2 separate regions of the Zea mays genome follow, and region 1 is linked to region 2. The links are chromatin contacts, called in public Hi-C maps. All regions are on one chromosome and are shown on one strand. Each heading gives the region's core, a stretch centred on a gene start, on an enhancer-like site or on the middle of the called end of the contact. The rest is flanking DNA. Distances are from core to core; before and after follow the strand shown.

Region 1 (2,973 bases), core at 282-2,781, 700 kb after region 2:
AAGGTAGAATTTATATGGTTTAGTTTTTTTAGTCACCTCTTAAGAGACTAGAACAATTTAGTCTCTGTTTAAGTCCTACCATTTGGTAATTTATGGACTAAATGTGACTAAAATAGAGGGACTAATCAGATCAAACGGGGCCTAATTAAAAGATGGTAGAAATGGATCGTCGTACCTTGTTGCAGTTGGGGATGAGCTCTTGCAGGGCGCGCATTTTCTCATTGATCCTGTCCCTTCTCCTCTGCAGGTACAGTCCGATCAGTTCAATGGTAGCTCGAGCTTCAGAGTCAGGAATGAGCCTGTACAGAGACCGATTGCATGCTTACCCTTTCGGACAAATTGTGCACCTCCGCGGTGCGGCTGCGCTTCGTACCTCTGCCGCCTGATCCTCGCATCCCACCGGACTCATCATCAAGATCCTGAACAAAACCATTTTTTACGAATTGTTAGCAGTAAGTACAAGGTGTGCGTAGCCACATACCACCGACTCCCTATCTCAGATCCTCTGCTTACATCGTCTTGACTTGCAGAACATTCGGCCTGACTCTTCCTCTTTTGTTCGCGCCAGGACTCGCCATTGCCGGAGCAGAGCGATGGAGTAGCGACTGCAACCTCACAAGCCTTTTTGGTCTCCATTTTCCCCTGGGGAGTCATGTTGTTGCCAGGTCTTCCCAGAGGCATATCCTGGTGCAGGTTACCAGCCGCCAGCGCTGGTGCGCATGAAAACCGCACCTCCTTGGATTGTGACCACGCCGTCCTCTGGTCCGTGAACACAGGGGCGATTCTTGGCCCACTAGCCGACTGTAGAACCGTCGACTCCACGCGGGTGCTCGTGGTGACATTGGACACCTTGTCAGTGCCTGTCTGCGGTGGCGGTGGCCTCTGTAGGCTTGCCCGGACCAAGGCTGCAGGCCTAGAGAAGAGGGAGAAGTTCATCAATCCCTCTCCACCGCTCTCCGGCCGAGGTTTCCTGGTGGCCGCGAACTCAGATTGTGGCTCGGGCCTGCTGCCTGGACCTGGTACTGGTATGCGCGGGGCTTCCTTCGAGGGTTCTGGTCCTCTGCTGGTGGTGGCAACCGGGGTGCTTCTGTTGTGCTGGACCGGTGGTGGCAGAGGGCTGAGGTTCGTCTCTGCCGCCGCCGCTGCTAACGCCGCTGCATGGAGCTCCGAGAAGAAATCTGGGCTGTAGCCCTCCGCGAGGGCAGGTGCGGGTGCGGCGCTGTCTTCCTCGACGATGGGGCAGTGGATCCAGGGCACGGTGTCGTCAAGGTCACCGTTGCCACGGGCGGCGTCTAGGCCGGACGAGAAGTCGGCGAAGAGGCCTCCCGTCTTGAACAGCGAGACCGGGTCGGTAGTACCCGGCTGGTTTTCTTGAGCTCTACTGCTGCTGGCCGCGCCGCAGGTGAAGGGCGGGAAGGCGGCCTGGGGATGCTGCTTCCTCCTCCCGTGCACCACCGCCTGGCCGTTCTCCCATAGCAGCTCGACGAAGTCGTTGCTGTCGGACCTGCACCAAGCGCACATGCACGCATAAGCTAGCGCTGTATCAAGGAAGCAAGAACCGGTCAAGAGATAAGCTCACATCTCGGCGCCGAGAGGACCTTGGGTAGATGAGCGAGAGGAGCTCTCGCGGCAAGCAGGAGCAGAGAACAGCAGCAGGACACGCTTGACGAGCAAGCGCTGGGAACCGACGTTGATCGGTGCAACACGCAACAGCAGATTGGCTAACGGCTTTGCCTCTGCTGCTGCTTGTTCAACCTTTAGGTATATATCTTGGCTACAGGAGGAAGGGCTGGGAGCTCTCACCCTCTCGGTCACGGTAGAGAAGGCAGCGAGCGGTGCACAGTTGTTGCCCTGGGGGACCTGGATGGAAATGGACAAGCAGATGAGACGTGCAAAATGTGCAACAGCGGCCTAGGCAGTGCTCTGTACCGGCCCGCCCCCCAAGCTTGTGCTTGCCACAGTGTGTTCCTTGTGCTCTTGTTGGATTTATATTCCCCTCCTAGTTAGGAGTCAGGTGATTTTTACAATGCGCGGATTCCACCTAGCAATAACCTCTGTTCCTACTTCTACACAAGTTAGTATTAATTAGGGCTTGACGAACCTGAAGATCCATAGTTAGTTAGTTAACCTGACATCTTTGTTTATCCTATTATATTTTTTGGCAAGGACCTGCCATGGCATCCTTTATTGTAGATTGAGTAGAATATTTACTACTAGCTTGTTTGTTTACTTACTTTTACTATCACTAGGGGTTTGTATGAAAGATCTTTCAGGATGCAGAATGAATTTATACAGTAGGCATAGGATGAAATCTACGCACTTCGTGCCTCCATCGTATCGCACTATTTCTTGCACGGAGAGATTTAAATGATTGGACGATCGGGGGGACGAGGGGACCGAATCCATCCATCAAATGAATGATGAGCTAGCAGCGGGGGAACACTGCTGCAGCTCGTGCTTCCCTGCTACACTTGACAGCTTGCGCATGCATCATGTACTCCGTGCTGATACCGAATCCATCCATGGGCATGCGACTTGGACGCCGGTGCAGTCCCAGCGACACATGGCAGGAACTCAGCTCCTGCAAAGCCAAAAGGGGGGGCATCTTGCTGCTGCAAAAGCAACAAAGCGGTAGAAAAGAAAGGGAACTACTGAACTAGTAGCAAGCTGAAGGAAGGGAGGCAATCAAAGCCGCTTTGGGCAGGGGATCCAGCCCAGACGTGTGAGCTGAGCGTACGTACGGGGGTTCGGTGGTGGTCGCAACCACCGAGGACGCTCCTCTGATAGAGAAAGGTGCGTCCGTGCGTGTGCGGCTACGAAAGCGCGCCCAAAACTCTGCTCCCTCGCGCCACACACGTACTCCTTCCTGTACGCCACACAGCCCACAGCTACCTAATCATTGGTCCTGCTCAAGCAAAGGGGGCAATAGTTCTTAAAGTATAATATAAGTTGATATAGACATGCTGTAAGTGA
Region 2 (3,214 bases), core at 192-2,691:
TCTCAATCTACATATGTAAAATACACATTATCATAATAATTTAATGTAATTAAACACCAAAACCCAACAAGGGACCTAGATGCGTTTACATATAATATAACATATAGTAACACTACATAGAGAGCACATATTTTCTATTTTACACACTTTTAAATATTGTTTTAAAACTATTTAACAAATATTAACCTAGCTAAATCTATAATTCAGCATTACATGATCCAATGAGCATGATTTTATTTACTATAACTCAAATATGTAATAGTTAGCGTACCATAAAATTTTCAATATAATTGGACCGCAGAAACTGCATCTATAAACTAATTACATAAAGCATAGATCTAATCTATTCATGTGGAGTTCAACAAGATTGAATTTTCTATGATTTAGTCTGGGTTTTTTAAAGATTTGATCAAAATAAACATAAAGAATAAGGAAACACATATAGAAAATCAGACATATGGTCACGTGCCTGATTTTCAAAGATGAGATAATTTCTATCTGATTTTATATGGGTGAAAAGGCTGACTAACTTCCACGATAGTTGAGAGAGACAAAATAATTATTTTTTGCGCTACACACGGGCTACAAAAGGACACACAACCGTAGCCCAGTTTTACGGGCCGAAAAGAGGAAAAGACAAGGGTAGTCGAGTGGGAAGGAGCCCAACAGGCCATACAAAGGCGTTCACGCAAGTTAACTCCGGAGGCCCACCACTCCCTCTTGATTTCTCCATTTAATCCGATAGGCCAAAACAATCCAAAAAAAAAACCGATATGCGAAGCCAAACCAAAACAAAACTTTGGTGTGCATGCCGGCCGTGTCCGCTCCCTCCGTCCTTGCGCCGGCACCGCCGACGGCGAGACGCGGCGTGCTACGCACGCGCTGTGGCTTGGCGGCCACCGCGACGCCCGCGTCGTCAGTATGTCCGGTTACGGGCACCTGCCGGCGCTCCCCGAGAGACCGAGCGCGTGTGCGTGTTGACAGCCTGCCTGTGTTTCGCTACAGAGAGCCGTGGCCCGTGGATCTGCAGGCCAAAGTGACGAGCAAGTACTTCGACGTAGAGGTGTACATTTGGGCTGGACCTAATGTACGGGCACGAAGCACGAAAAAAAAGTTCGGCCCAAGCACGGCACGACACGAAATTATTTCGGGCCGTGCCGGCCCGGCCCGGCCCGTTGTATACTTGTATCGGGCCGTGCTTGGGCCGACGCCGAGGCCCACAGGCGGGCACGAGCCCGGTCCGTTTAAGCAGATCCGAATTGGCCCGTTTACTGGCACGAAAGGCCCGAAATTCATAGCAGCGCACTCCTGAAATTCTCGTTGTCTGTGTGTCCACGGACGGACGGCGGGACGGGCCTAAAGCGCCGCAACCGCGCGGCCCATTTCCATTAACCTGAAACCCTACGTGCTACGTCCCTGCCCGGCCGCCGTTTTCTCCCGTGTCCCGATCCGCCGATCCCGATTCCCGACTGGCGACTCCCATCCAGCACCGGCCACCGGCATGCTCCATCCATAACCTGTGACTTTTAAGATAGGGAAAGATTAGAAGGAACGGATCGAGTAGGCAGCTTAGCTGTTTGCTTAGACTTTATAGAGACAAAACACTCCCACACCCACAGTCCACAGACTCGCACTGCACTTGTCCAATCCAGGGAGGCTGGGAAGGATCAGGGATCCATCCACCGTTCTGTCTTCTCAGGTCGACAGGAGGCCAAACCAGGTGCGCGCGTCCGTGTCGGCGATGAGTGCGGGCAGGAGCCGGGCGCGGCAGAACGCGATGCGCTCAGGGCCTCAGGGGTGGTGGTGCTGGGCGCCGTGGCCTTCGGCTACCTCTCCTTCCGCGTCGGCTTCAAGCCCTACCTCGACCAGGCTCAGGAGGCCATCGACTCCGCCCGCGACCCCGACCCTGACGCCGCCACCACCGCCGCGAGGGACGCGTCCGACGATCCCGGCGCCGGTTGCCCAGGGGGAGACCTCGGGCCGTCCAAGGACCCCGCCGTCGTACTGCGCGACTGAGGCCCGGTGCGGGCGTTTGGTTGCGCCATTTTTTATTTCGGGCCGCCCATTTAAAGCACGGCATGTTTAGTGAAATATGGGCTGGGCCGTGGGCCGGCACGGCACAGCCCGAATTTAATACTGGGCCGGGCCGGCCCGAAATTAAACGTGCCGAGTTTTTTCGGGTTTGGGCCGGGCCGGGCTGGGCGGCCCGAATGTACAACTATACTTCGACGTGGAGGCCAATGTAAGCAATCTCCTGCGGGTAAAAGCAACTCCAAGAAGGATCCTAAACTAAGGTCAATATTTTTTTAAACCGATTTAATCTATTTAGAAGTGACACAAAACGTGGTTCTCCAACAACAAGCCTCAAATATACTAACTCCGTTATCGAATATTTGTCATCCGCTAGTTTATTTTTGAATTAAACAGGAACAAATACTCGTGCTGCTAGACCAGACCCTACTGCTCACGTGGTGGACGTTTTGTATTATCATCATCATATAGTCTAATGTTCAGTATACAACAAGTGGAGACCTATAGGTTTATCTGCAAAGAATTGCAGCTTCAGACAATGTTCAAAATTAGTAGTGCCTTTTCTCTTTCTTAATGTATCATGTAAACCTCTACTACTTATTAAGTTAGCAATAGTAGTCTGCCTTTTTGTGTTCTGTCATTCTACGATCTCAGCCGTCCAGAAAAAAAATCAAATCATGGCTGCCTAGGATCGAATCTTGGATCTATTGAGCAGAATGCCTAGCCTTCCACCCTCTAACCAACATGACTCATGTTGAATTGTATACAACTTCAACTAAAACGTCTTTTGTGTTTAACCCACCGTACACTCTGTATGCTCACTGAGTCTAGAAAAACATTTATAGCTTGGTCCCTGATTTTTCTGGAATTTGGGACGCAGTCCAGGAAATAAAGAAAATAGGGAAAAGGAGTTTAGAAATTGATTTTTAGTTTAAAAATAATTGCAGAAACCCATTTAATTCATGGAAATTTCATATTAAATCTAAATGAGTTCATTCCAATTTCTATAATTCTATAATATTATTTTTATCACATACTACCTCTGTTTTGTCATGAAAACAACAATAAAATTGATTTCCTAATTAATCCTATATCAAATACATAGAAACTTTGAAAATTCGTAACTTCCTCATTTTAATTCTAAATTGAATCGTTCCAGTTGTGTTAGTCTCGTATGAATATT

What was found. A called contact is a pair of places that touch in the nucleus more often than the background predicts.
Region 1: a Hi-C map of leaf shows a contact between it and region 2, with 6 times the contacts expected there. The contact joins the promoter of LOC100382453 here to the promoter of LOC103650050 in region 2. A contact is called at or near these places in 5 of 25 Hi-C or Micro-C datasets (bundle sheath, ear, endosperm and 2 more).

Annotation. Positions count from the first base shown.
Region 1 is chr3:49,237,016-49,239,988 of Zm-B73-REFERENCE-NAM-5.0, forward strand. LOC100382453 reads right to left here and starts at 1,532. Exons shown (of 3, transcript NM_001175194.1): 1 at 514-1,532; 2 at 327-419; 3 at 1-241. The coding sequence starts at 1,521. The coding sequence ends at 146.
Region 2 is chr3:48,538,183-48,541,396 of Zm-B73-REFERENCE-NAM-5.0, forward strand. It overlaps LOC103650050, which reads left to right and starts at 1,442. Exons shown (of 2, transcript XM_008675718.4): 1 at 1,442-1,783; 2 at 1,786-2,276. The coding sequence starts at 1,742. The coding sequence ends at 2,016.